2 separate regions of the Mus musculus genome follow, and region 1 is linked to region 2. A link is a contact called in public Hi-C data. All regions are on one chromosome and are shown on one strand. The core of a region is the stretch at or near the end of the contact, and the rest is flanking DNA. Distances in the headings are between cores, read along the strand shown. Region 1 holds the start of Gpc5 (glypican 5). Region 2 has its middle 26 kb from the start of Mir17.

Region 1 (6,561 bases), core at 1,962-4,461, 74 kb after region 2:
CCTCTTCCCACCCCTTCCCTTCCTTCATTTCATTTTTGGTTTGTAGAGTAATAACTACTGTCACAGACTTGTTGAAATGTTTGTTTCAGGAGATAATAACTGTAAGCCCTTAATCAGTGTTAACTGTTACTATTTCTTGGGTACAGAGGCTACCCTAACCTGATTCTGAGCATGCTTTAGTTTCTGTTTGTCTGTTTTGATTGTTTTTGCATGTTTTAGTTTTCTCTATGCCGCTGTTATAAAATGTCTGACAAAGGCAACTAAGGGAAGGAAGGGCTTATTTGGCTCACAATTCTAGGTTATAATCCATTCTAGCAGGCAGGTCAAGGCCGGAACTTAAAGCCACAGCCAAGAGTAGAGAGAGAATAAACATGGGGACACTTGCTTGCTGCTCAGTACCTAGCTGGCTTGCTCTACTCTTGCAGGATCTCCTGCCTAGGGAACAGTGATGCCCACAATGGCCTGGGCTAATTAACAATCAGGACTAGCAATCTCAAGTGTACCTAGAGGCCAATCAGATCTGGACAGTTTCTCAATTATGACTTCTGCTTCTGCTGGTTTTATGTCGTCTCATGTTAACAGTTAAAATTTCCCAGTACAGAGTATGGGCTATTGAGTAGTACACTATGTCCTAAAGACATATTCAGGCCAATCTGCAATCATTACACCAATACCACATTGCTCTTACACTGCTGGCAATTCTTTATCTTTCTTTACAAGGTCTTGTGTTGACAAACCATAAACTGTTATTGAGAAATGCTAGGGAAGCCCCACATTTAGAAGATGATTAAGGTGCATTTTAAATGACGGCCCTTTCAAGGTTTTCCTATCTGAGGGTATTGATATTTGAAATCAAAGCACAGTGTCTGTAACACAAAAGACATCCAATAACTGCACATGGAGTAGCTTTAAAAAATGAGGCATTATACATATCAAAGTATTGAAACTCTCCCTTGCTTCATTTATAGAATCTATGAGTAAACTGAGCCAAAGACTAGTTCCAGTCCAGTGTGTGCGGACGGTCCTAAGAATGTCTCCATAAAAGCCACAGTGGTACCTTACTCTGCTTGGAAGACAGGAACTTGTTTTCAATATTCTCAGCTCAGAAACCGAGTGATTTGTTTGTCTGGCATAAGAATATTGTGAGAAAAATCATCCTTCTAAGCCAACTGTTATCTCATTCATTGTGGCAATCAGAGGGCATAAAGGTATCAGCAAAATATGCCATTTATTTATAAATGTGGACAATTTATACAGGACAAGTATACTTATTTTTCTAGTTAAGACCTACTCAGTTTCCATGTATGCTGTCCCACATGTTTTGTTGAAAGGAAGTATGAAGCACTGAGAACTTGCTTGTAGCTTTCTTTAAGCCTAGTTAAGCTTAACAGACCTCTTTATATCATACTGTCCGATCAATATTTGCTATGCAAACCATCAGTATTTATGATTTTGTTCTAGAGAAAGTGCTTTACAGACTGCAGTTAAAGGGATCAGGCTGGATAGTGAATCCTTATAGTTATAGTGGTCTATGATAGCCAGCTCTAACATGGAGAGATTCTGGTGAGAATAAGGATGTTTGGGGAAAAATTAGAAGTTAACTTTATACTAATATATGTGGGAGTCTAGAAGATATATATGTACATATTTTCTAATTTTAAAAAGTCCGATGGACTAATTAAAGTCTTTAGTCTTACTCCATGTAGCTGAGTCAGCATCTAAGTGAAACATGAAATGGCTAAGGAAATCTTGTCCTGGATTTTGACATTTTGATTTGACTCCTGGTTCCCGCTGCCTGTGGCCTTGGGAAACCCATCTTACATGTCTGTCCCTATCTACTTACTTGAAAAATAGTACTGGTGATAACAAGTGTATAGGGTGATTGTAACGACCGAATGAAGGGAAATCCATACAGCACTTGGAATACTGCTTAGCACTTAAGGATTTTATAGATGAGCGTGGCTGCTCTTGTTTATTCCTATGGATATAGCTGACCTCCAAGAAGCCTTTCTTGATGGTGCATCAGAGCTGAAGAGTCATGAATGTTCCTTTATTTTTCTAGGATACATATGTAAAACCTTGCTTGAAGGCCTAGAATTTAAAGTGTCTAATGATTTCTATTCTTGCTTACTAAGAAAACTTCTAAGAAAATAATTTGTAGTATTCGGGGAATGATGTCAAAAGCCAAGTGGGTAATATTTCACTCTGAAACAGCATCCCAGCCATGGCAAGATCTCTTTCTGAAAGTGCTGCCTTTGATATCAAATGGCCATTAGAAAACCCCAGGACACTTAGCTAAGACTGGAAATTATTCATCTCGAGTCTTGGCAAGGGTGCAGCTTAAGATGAAATTCTCTTAAAGTGGTTAAGATATTTAGAGTCCCTTCTGCTAATGCTGTTAAAGAGCTTCTTGGTGCTGAGAAGTACTCTCTTCAGGTGGCTATGACCCGGATCATGTCACTCATTTAGGCTTAACTGCAGGCTGCCTTTTGCTTCCTGGTTTCTCATGCCTAACTTGACAAACTTTCCTTTTCAGCTTGTAATTGCCCAGTATTTTCGTTTCTCCTATTTTCCTGGGGAGAAGCTCCCTCGAGCACTTTTGTCTTAGTTACTCTCTGAGAAATATTAAAAACAAATTGTCAAAGGTGTCAAAGCTCAGAAAGGTATAAGACCAACGTGAACTATGATGTTAGAATAAACTGAACTTCAGCGAGATATAAAGAATGTGATAACTTCCCATTGAGACTCTGAGCTCTAAATTCTTTCAGAAGAATCATGTTACAGAAAAATCCTCCTAGCACTAAAAGCATAAAACGCTTAACATTAAAAAAAATAAAAGCATAAAGAATTTGAAACGTAAGTGCTACTAGGTCGCTCAAAACCCTGCTTTTGCCATTCGCACTTGCCAAGGTCCAGTTCATGAAATTTGGATACAGATTCCTATGCATAGAGGACCTTGATTTGTAGAGAAATGTTTCATCTTATTTCCAACTCATGTTTCTTATCTCCTGCCTTCTCTGATCCTCTTTATACATACTTTCGTTTCAGCGGTTGAATGCTTTCCGAAATCAACCCGGAGGAAGAAGGCTAGTTTCCTTCCATTAATTTGACTCTTCTGTGAGGTCGCAAGCCCGGCGCTTGCTGTGCTCCGCAGGATCTGGGCTTGGGCGGAGCCGGCGGACTGCTGGGGGTGTGGCTAGGGGCGTGGCCTGTTCGCGGGGTTGGCGAACCGGGCTCTGGAGCTCCGCAGGCTGGCACAGCCTAGGTTAGTGGCTGCGAGCTGAGCCTTAGGCGGCTGCAGCGATACCGGCCAGTGCCGGATGCTTGCCGTGTCTCGCTTCTCCCCGGCTCGTGTTCGGCTTGCGCAGCGCCCACCCGCCCTGGTCCGGGAGGGACCCGGGCGATGCTAAGCATGAGAAGTGCAGCGTCTCAGCCTCAGGGCTTCAGGGGAGAAAGCGGAGCTCTTGCAGGTGAAGCCGCGGTCCCTTCGCGGTCTTCCCGTGGCCGCCTGCGCATCGAACCCTTGCCAGATTCCGCCACGCATCTTCCTCCCGCGCTGCCGATGCTGGGTGCTCTGGAGAGTGAGGACCACAGCGGGGAGGGCGCGACCCGAACACCGAGGATGGATGCCCGCACCTGGCGTCTGGGCTGGCGCTGTCTCCTTCTCCTGGCTCTCCTTGGATCTACCCGAAGCGAGGGCGTGGAGAGCTGCGAAGAAGTTCGGAAACTTTTCCAGTGGCGGCTTGGGGGAGCTGTCAAAGGGCTGCCGGAGGCGCCGCGGGCAGGTAAGAGCCGCTGGTTGGCTCCGCACTGTGCGGGGCTCCAGCCGGGGACCTCTTGGGCTTGCGACCACGGTCTCTGGGGCATCCATCCATTCAGAGATGGTCCTTGGTGAGACGACGACCTTTCGGGTTCTCCGGCCCCAGTAGGTGAACCGGGGTGAGGCCTGTGGGAATGCTTGGTGTGCTCACGAGAGTAGGGCAGCTTCAAGGTGGGCTCCTTAACTGTATCTGGGGTTCCTTGGAGCTCTGAAGCATTTTTTTTCATGCCGGTGCCCTCTTGCTCTCCAGGGAGGTGCTTGAAGAACTAATCAAGGGTGGTTTGTTACTGCTCCAGGATCTATTTGTTCCCACAGGAAACATCACCAGGGGTCCTGGTTTTACTCTCACAACCTCAGAGGGATTGTGTTGGTTGCCGCAAGTTTGATGGTAAACTAACAAACCTTCTTATATCCTTGTGCTGACCAAGGTGCCAATGCTGTTTTTAATGAGCGCTCGACCCAGTTCACTCAGAGACGACCTTTAGTTGCCCCTCTGCACCTTGGCACCAAGCCTTCCTACAGAAATCCGAGTCTCTTAGTGTGTCCCAGCCCCACAAAGTAGTTTCGAGCTTGCAAAGCGATAGGGCAACAGGCAATCAAGCTCTGCGTTTGGGGGCACCAGGAAACTCACAGTCTATACAATTAATATGGCAGCTAGAGACCATGCGTACTATAAGACCCCTTTGCCTGCATTCATCTCCTGTGCTCTAGCCTACACTCAAATTCTTAGCTGCTGGTGGGAGAACAAGTACACGTTCTATCCAGAAGAGAAGATCTTGTGCTAGGGAGCCAATAGAGTGTCTGGGGCTAAGTTAGATCATAGTGGAGTATCCCTAGCTGTTGCTGAAGTCAACAGAGAGGGCTGGATTTAAGGACGTTGTCTGATGAACAAAGAATTTGCAAAGGATGCCTTAGTACCAAATACATCCCTTTTCCAGTGCGAGAAGGCTTGCCGTTAGCACTCCCCAGTGGTAGCACATTCGCTTGATTGTTTTTCTGCTAGTTAGCTCAATTCTTATCATCCTTCCCCAGTGTCTGGGCGCAGAAAGCCCACCAGCCAGCGCTCACAGGACCACTTTTAAACACACCAGTGTTTATTGGAATACCTACTCAATACACTCTTTCCATACTTGACACACATTGTTGACACTTCCAGCTTAGGGGATTCTTGTCTCTTCAAAACCAAACACACACACACACACACACACACACACACACACACACACACATACCCCAAAACAACCTTCTAAGTAAGTACTGATTTCAGTGTATTCTTTCGTTAAGAAATACCTCTCCCTTAACCACTTATGAGACTAATTGGTTTGTGTGCAGTGGGTGTTGAGCTGAGAAAGCCTCACGTGCATTGTGAGACCTGTCTCCCGAATGTCAAAGCTTTGGCTGTAGCTGACAGTCCTCAGGAAGGCTTTGATCTCAGTGGCTTCTCGATGCTCAGTGTCCGTGCACCTGCTGAAGACAACACGGTCCAGAAAGATGGTGAGTGTCGTTTCTAGAACCTCATGTGTGTCATTGCCTTTGAAGAGGTATGTTCTAGAGCATTGATCACTGAGCTAGCCATCACTGTAAGGAGCTACTGAAGCTCTACCCTCCAGAAAAGCAAACAGTTGTCACTGTTGGCCTCTGATACAGAGAGCACAGCCTAAGTGCCAGGGGAGCGTGCACCTTTTTAAAGGAGTCATTCTGGGTTGTCCTGTTGAAAACACCTTTCTTCTTCCTTCCTTTCTTTCTTTCTTTCTTTCTTTCTTTCTTTCTTTCTTTCTTTCTTTCTTTCTTTCTTTCTTTCTTCCTTCCTTTCTTCCTTTTCTTTTTTTAAATTTAATCTCTTATTTATTTATTTTTTTACACTCCAGGTTTTATGCCCCCCTCCCCCCCATCCATCCTCTGACTGTTCCACATCCTATACGTCCTCCCTGGTCTCCGTGTCTCTACAAGGCCGTCCCCACCACCCACCACCCTTCCCACCAGACCTCTAAACTCCCTGGGTCCTCCAGTCTCTTGAGGGTTAGGGAAAGTGCCTTTCTTATCTGTGGCTTAAGGCAATGAGAAATCAGAGTAGCTCCCACTAAAGCAGCCGGGCACTCTTACAGACATCAGTGGTCTGAAAGAGGTTCTCCTGAAAGAAGTGCTAAATTCCTTGGATATTTTCATTAAGAAAAAGTCACATGAAGGTATTATGCTGATGTTGACTAACCCAATAGAGTCACTCATGTACAAATTTGATATAATACTGACATTTAATTGTATCATTCATTGATTTGAATAATTCAGCAAAACATTAAAATGTTTTGGCGTTGATTCATCTTATTTCCTTGCTTAAAAAAAAATCCCATTCTTGATTTCCTATCCGAATCTAATGAGTCACATATAACTTATGCTTAATAAATATTTTCTTTATTCTTACATTTACATAATACAGTTATATTTTAAAACTATTTATAATAGTTAACATGATAAAAATTAGTAAGTGGCTAACTAGTTTTCTAAAATCATACCAGTCTCAGGACAGTTTATACTTAATATATAAGCAGTCCCTTTCACATGAGAATAGAAATAGTGCATTTTTAAAAAATTCATACACTTATTTAATACATACCCTTTCATGAGGTAAAACTAGTACATTAACTTAAAATTTGTCTTTCTTAGAAGTTTAGTTTATTTTTTTAAATTTTTTGTACACAGTCAATAATTCCTGGGGTGTCTAGCTCAAATGCTGATTGTGTAAT
Region 2 (7,025 bases), core at 2,113-4,612:
GAAATAGTTATGGGTTACATGTAATTTCTGAAAATTGAGTTTATTGTAGAAATTTTGCTTTCTAATAAACTTTATTTTAGGAGATGAAGCTTAGCGTTTAATTCAGAAAGAAATATGAAAATAATCACTTTTCCTATACTCTTGCCAATTGATGATCTGCTGATAAAAAAATATCTAGAATTTTTAAATTTTCCTGTGAAGCTAATTCTTGTGTCATTAAAGTAATTCTCTCATAACTTTCTTGAAAGTACTTTTTTTAGTTGTGTGTGTGTGTGTGTGCACGCACATGCATGTGATCTCATACACTCAGGGAGAGTATGTCACAATGCACACATGGAAGTCAAAACTCTTGCAGGAGTCAGACCTCTCTTTCTGCCATGGAGATCAACCTGGGGTCTCATGCCTAGCAGCAGATATTCCCAATAATCTTCATTCCTTATATAATATTGTTTTTGCTTTTAAAGATTTATTTTGTTTTTAACTATGCGCATAGGAGAGGTGTGTACAGCTGGCTGAAGAGGTCAAAAGGTGAGTCTGGATCTCCTGGAGCTGCCACCACAGGTCCTTCTATCCCTTTATCAATCTATCAAGTCAAATGCATGGTGCCCAAATACTCTCGTGTGTTGGGCTTTGCCGTGGAGGGTGACTGGAAACACCTAATGATTTATTGCTATACCCATAGATTAGTGCCATGTGTCTATCATAGATTTCTGTTTTGATCTGATAATGCAATACTTGATTGCCAGTGTAACAGTCTGGGCTCAATCAGGAGATGAAAGTGACAGCAATTTACACAAGGGAAGTTAAGAATAAAGTATTATTAAATTATGATAGGAGTGGCTTTAAAAACATAACGAAGATGCTAAAAGCTACCTTATGATTAAAGGACTCTGGCCCTCAGAAGAATAAACTGGGGTGTTTGGGGTGGGGTGGGGTTTCTCTCAGGCTAATTGAGAAGGTATTACTATAGCCCACTAGATGGCAGAGAAGTTTGCTACGTGGCTGGGCTAGTAACACGCTTGAGATATGGAGCATTAGACAGCAACAGAGTGTTTAAAGAGTAGGAAAATGGGTGAGGACCTCCTGAAGATAGCCACTAGATTCCTGCCAGAGGCTCAGGGTTTCCTAGCAACAGCACTCGGTACTGCATGATCAGATGTTCAGCACCTAGCTTCTTCCTAAACCCGCTCCACAGGATGACCTCAAGGTAAAAGCAAGAACAGAGAATCCTATACAGAGTAATCAAGTAAAGTTACTCCCATCCTTTAGCAACTGAATTTACATTGTGTGCATGAAAAGAAAACATATTTAAAGTGTTATGCATGGGCTATCAGAACAGGTGCTAGAGAGCCAATTTGGGGGCTCAGGGTAATAAATTGATAATTGGCAGAGAAAGCAAGCAAATACATCTTTGTCTGTTTGAAAAAAAAAAAAAGAATTCTACGTCCTAAGTTTCATTCTAGAGAAAGCGCTTTCACTGATGATTTGTTTTATATAGTGGAGAAAAATAGGAATAGGAAAAAGATAAAAGCAAGTGTAGTGGAATTTTATTCACATATATTGCTCAGAACATATGGTCACATAGTCACTGTGAAACCCTTTCAATTTTAGAGCTGAGTTTTATAAAAATGTCATCCACGGTGCCACTTAATGCTTCCCAAGCTATCCTGTGACAGTTTAATCCCTACTACGTAATAGTTTACAAACCTCTACTCAAAGAGACTGTGGTCAGGCAACATTGAGACTTACCCAGGGACAGGCCCCATGGCCAGCAGTTTTTGTTTGTTTGTTTGTTTTTGTTTTGTTTCTATGTTTTTTGTTTGTCTTTGCAATGCTCTAACCGGTCATTTTCTTACCTTACCAATGTTTTACATATTTTGCAGAATTTCTGTGTTTGTAAATGTGTCTCTGTTTTTATGTGTTTCTTGTGCCTTACGGGACTTCTGGGTATCCAGATGTGTGTCTCTGTGTTTACACAAGTTTCTGGGTATCCAGATGTGTGTCTCTGTGTTTACGCAAGTTTCTGGGTATCCAGGTGTGTACATCCGTGCTTACACAAGTTTCTGGGTATCCAGATGTGTGTCTCTGTGCTTACACAAGTTTCTGGGTATCCAGATGTGTGTCTCTGTGTTTACACAAGTTTCCGGGTATCCAGATGTGTGTCTCTGTGTTTACACAAATTTCCTGTGCTTCTTCCTTGGCTCTTTTTATTCCTGTTTGTTTTTGTTTGTTTGTTTGCTTGCTTGCTTGTTTTGCCCTATTCTGGTTTTTTGTTTGTTTGTTTTGTTTTGTGTGTATTTTTAGTTGTCTGTTTTGTAAGGAAAGAGAGAAAGGAAGGGTGTGTGTAGATCTGGGTGAGATGGGTGATGGAAAACAGCTAGGAGGAGTTGGGGGAGAAGAAACTGGGATCAGAATATATTGTATGAAAAAAATCTATTTTTTAAAAGAAGAACAACAGTAATTACCACTAATCATGTTTTACATATTGAATACCACAGTACTTAATCTAAAAAATTTAAAAATATATAAGTGATACTATATAGTATATATCCTGACATCATCATCCATGACTAGAGTTGTGATTAGGTAGAAATACATTTCAATGTACCAATGAATCTATCGGTTAACTGGAATGGACTATATGGATCTGTTCAACTTTGTAATTCACGCGCACAAAACTAGTGGCCGTTCTAGAAACCTACTACATCTAGCTGTGAATATCATCAAGCCCTGAAAATTCTTCACTAAATTTTTCAAAATTAAAAACCATTTCTATTATTTACTTTAAATGCTGTTACAGTTTTATTTTAAGGTTTAACCTATATAAATACTAGGAAAAATTATTAGTGCATACCGAGATAAATTTCATAACAAATGGCCATTAGTCATTTAGTGTTTTAATATGCTTGGTAGTGTTTCTGACCCAAGGACACCTTCCCTGATTTCCATAACCTTTAATGTTATGCAGGAAAGCATCCACACAGCTTTGCACTTAACTTAAATTCTCAGTCCTGATGATTTGGTACCCCAACTGTGTCCCTGGTACCTCGGGCCAGATATAAGATCACCGCACCCTAAAACAAACTAAAAAAAAAAATCAGTTTCTGCACAAAATAGGCAGGTAGAAAGATACAGTCTCTTATTTTGAACACCACAGAGGGCTCCTTCTACGCTTTCCAAGTCAGTTTAGACGTTTTCCAAACAAACTATCGTCATCTGCTGTGGCCGTTGATTTTTAAAAATTTACCCGTGAGACAGTAAAACTTGAATAGCCGAGAAACTCGTTTTCCAGGCTGGGTATGCGGTTTGCTCCTTCTTTCCGGCTCTGTGCAGCCAGCCCTGCCACCGTTACTAAGAGTCACCAGCAGAGGGTAGACACGGAAAGGGCTGTCAGCCGAACCAAAACTTGTTGCCTGCCTGCATCAGCAGCGAATATTTCAGAAAAAAACGGGGACCAGTCAGGATCACCCAAGCCTTTGGGTGACGGGTGGACAACGGCGAATGAGTTTAAGGATGTTAGGATCTTCGTTGATCTCACAGCCTGTGGACCTTCATATGAAATGGAACCAGAGCGTGCTCTCAGCTGCCCACCATGTGACTGCTCTGTCAAATCGGTCTACATGAAGCAGTTTACAGTCATAGCAATATTCTGTGGAGCCAAATTAAGTGTTCTATTTGGGAAAAAAAATAGCTTGAAAACAAAACCTGGGCAATCTGTATAAGGGAGGTATTTAACATGGAAACCATTTTAACAATTGATTTTAAGATAAAAATTATATTTGAAGACTATTCTGATTAAAATGTGAAGGCCAGTTTCCTGGGGCACTTCTGTCAGGTTGTAAATGTTTTGTGAGATGTAGGGATGAGATTTAAGCCATAAGTTTTGTAACTAAAGAAACTCTGGAGAGGGGACATTAAACATGAAAATGCATCTCATAGAATAAAGGTCATTCGGCGTGTTCACAAGCTGTACCTGTTCACAGGACAAACAGAAAACATCTGAAAGCAAAATTGGTTTAGAGGAACCTCCAAGTACGTCCTCCTCACGACAGCTCTTCAGTGCCAGCAAATGCTGCCTGCCCACAGTATCCCCTAACAGATAGATCTGTCCTGTGCCAACTGCAGACCAATGCACATCCCCATGCTAAGAAACATTAACATACTATCATCCCCCTATCAAACCATTTTTAAAATGTTTTGCAAGGTTTATGCCACTGCAAACTTAGATTTTGATGAATCAGCGAGTGAAGAGTTTTCTCATAACGAGTATCTCTGCCTAGGGTTTTACGGGAGAGACTGTTATTTTCAGATAAACTATTTGTAAACAACAAATATTCACTAAAGCCCCTCAACTCTCTGTAGTATATGCGAGTTTCTAAAGCACCCTGAACACTGAAGCTGAGCCAATAGGACCACATTCTAAGCCATCAGTGAAGCATAACGGGCAACTAAAATCTTAGTCTTTCATGCTCTCTGGAATTCACCATCATATTTAGTTTAAGTAGATCTGTTCTGGTTACTCTGGATAAATAAAATGTTCAGTTAGCATCCATCCTTATAAACCTTACTTGAAAAGTGGAGATTCTTGTTTTACATATGAAAAACCTTGACTTTACGGTTATCATACATAAAGATACAGCATTTTTTTTTTGTATGCTAGATGTGCTTTTTTGGTAACAAATACTGCTTTCATTTGTACTTGTGAGTGCCTACTCTATTATAGTCTGCATGTTTAAAATAATTAGTTTAAAATAAATATTTTATGCATCATTGTGAGTAGTGGAAATAAGGAAACACAGAGATTTGCATATGAACAGTCATGCTACTTCAGATCATGAGGAAATGTAATTTTAAAGGCTTGTTTTACAACTCTATTCAAAAGAAAAAGAAAACATTTAGACTAAAATTGTATTATACCCAGCCTGTTTCACCCTTTCTTGACTATTACAGCCACCAGTTCGCAGCTGTACCACTAGATAACACAGCCAAGCTCTGGACATGTAGCTAAGCACAAGATGTGCACACACAAGAAAACTGGCAACAAATCCAACTTTTCAACTTCTCCGTTAGTAGCCCAGTTGTTAAATAGGATCCTGTGTCTTAATTCAGTGTTGTACGATAAGCCTGGATCCTGCTACAAAAGAATACAGACATAATATTGTCAAATATAGAAATTATAGTTTTAAGCCATTGGAAAAGATTGGTCCTAGAAAAGACCTAAACTGAGTAAATGAGATAACACTTATTGAATAATTTGATATAAGTTTCTAAATTCTAAAATTTTACCATTTTGATAGTTAACATCATTCCATGCAAACTTCTACTATATAAAAATTCTGTGTCATTTAGATTTGTATGAAATATTTGGAGAGAATGGTTGAATTAGTAAAATAATTTTCATAACTAATTACTGGTTTACAATTTAATTTTTATTTCGGTGAAATAATTTAATTTATTATATTTGTAGTAAGAAGAATGCTTACCTATGCATGACAGACATCAACCATACAGATATGTCTATAATCAGATATAACTTGTTGATTTTACTTGATCATACGAAATATTTTCTTTGTTCTTTTCTTGTAGGTTGTACAATTTTTAGACTCACCCAGTTTTGTTAGCTTGGGGATTAAGATCAACGTGCTGCATTGCCGAAAGTACTGGAGGGTGGGAGGCAAAACATTTACAGAATAATCAGACCCTCTGAAATAAGATGTTTTCAAATGCAGCAAGCACGAAACTAATATTTTAAGCTCTCTAAAATTATTACATTTATGTACTATAAAACAGTGAAGAAATCGAAATTAGTGTTTAAATTATAAAACACGTTTTTATTTCTTGAAATGGAAACTATCAAAGATAACAGAGAATTAAAATTAGAGAATGTCTCACAGATTTATGATAAATAATAGATAAGCAAAAAGATTTTGAAAAGGCAAATAGTCCCCTTCAAATTTGCTCAAATAAAATCATTGCAAAGCAAAGACAAGATTTCAGGGTGTGTTATTATGTGTACAGTTTAGGGTCCGCTACAGGAATTTGCCTTTTGAGCTAGAACACTATGTTACAGCCTTAACTACGGAAAACAAAGTGACATTTTCCTTTCCTTTTTAAAGCTGCTACTGAATTTTTCATTTAAGCAGCATTTCAGATAAAAGCATAAACAGAATCATGTATGTTACCTGGCTCTCTTTTCATGTGAAACTTGTAATAGTCTATAGAAATAAACTTTAAAATTATTTTTACATGCAATGGTATCTATTTGGCAACAATTTGGGATATAGATAAATCAGAGTGTCTGCTATCTGGAGAGATGGAATTTAAGCATCCACACAGCTGGAAGCAACGGAAGCTGCTTAAACCTTTGAGGAAAGAGAATCTGACTTTACTTAGTAGTGTTTAACACATGACTACTCTTTACCTCTGTGTCAGGAGGCCTGTCCATCAAAAAACCTAGCAAGGTAGAAACAGCAACGATATAATAAAAGCTGTGTATAACTCGAATTTCAGTGATCAGTAGATAAGAAAATTGAGCCATATTTATATATTGGAATGCTTTCTGGAATGGAGGTGTTGTGTGAATATATATAAAAACTAGAAGAATGTAAGGGCTGGAGCCACACCTCAGTGGGTAAAGTGTTTGCTCTGCAAGCCTGAGGACCAAATTTCAGCTCTCTGGCCCCCACATAAAAGTCAGATATGGTGGTTGTCTGTATGTCAACACTGGGGGAAGGAAACAGGCAGATCTCGGGGACTCTCATCTAGCCAAAATGGTAAGCTTTAGATTCAATGAGCTTCCCTATTTCGAAATATAAGGTGTAGAAGACAATCAAGAAACACATTCCACCATGAGCCTCTGGGCTCCATAAATCCAGGTGTGTGTACAAGTGTGCCTGCATACCTACGTGCACATGTGAATGCATACACAACACACACACACACATATACAAGATCACAGGAAGGGTTGTTCCATTTGTCTTCCCCCCCCCCCCCGTTTTTGTCACACATTTTGTTATTTAGGTTTG

What was found. A called contact is a pair of places that touch in the nucleus more often than the background predicts.
Region 1: a Hi-C map of granulocyte-monocyte progenitors shows a contact between it and region 2, with 2.9 times the contacts expected there. The contact joins the promoter of Gpc5 here to the enhancer-like site in region 2. A contact is called at or near these places in 2 of 39 promoter capture datasets (pre-B cells and trophoblast stem cells), 1 of 15 datasets of contacts at CTCF or cohesin (CD8 T cells), 10 of 484 Hi-C or Micro-C datasets (CD4 T cells, CD8 T cells, bone marrow-derived macrophages and 7 more), 2 of 115 datasets of contacts at active chromatin or transcription factors (the SCID.adh cell line and regulatory T cells) and 1 of 9 other capture datasets (liver).

Annotation. Positions count from the first base shown.
Region 1 is chr14:115,089,004-115,095,564 of GRCm38.p6, forward strand. It overlaps Gpc5 (glypican 5), which reads left to right and starts at 3,212. Exons shown (of 8, transcript NM_175500.4): 1 at 3,212-3,785. The coding sequence starts at 3,623.
Region 2 is chr14:115,014,484-115,021,508 of GRCm38.p6, forward strand. No RefSeq gene overlaps it. Among named protein-coding and RNA genes, the nearest start is that of Mir17, 26 kb to the right of the region's middle. Within about 2 kb of position 3,363, at least 22 of the 459 cell types and tissues checked have an H3K27ac peak or open chromatin away from gene starts, as enhancers often do. A contact at or near this core is called in the SCID.adh cell line, granulocyte-monocyte progenitors and pre-B cells, where this site is marked.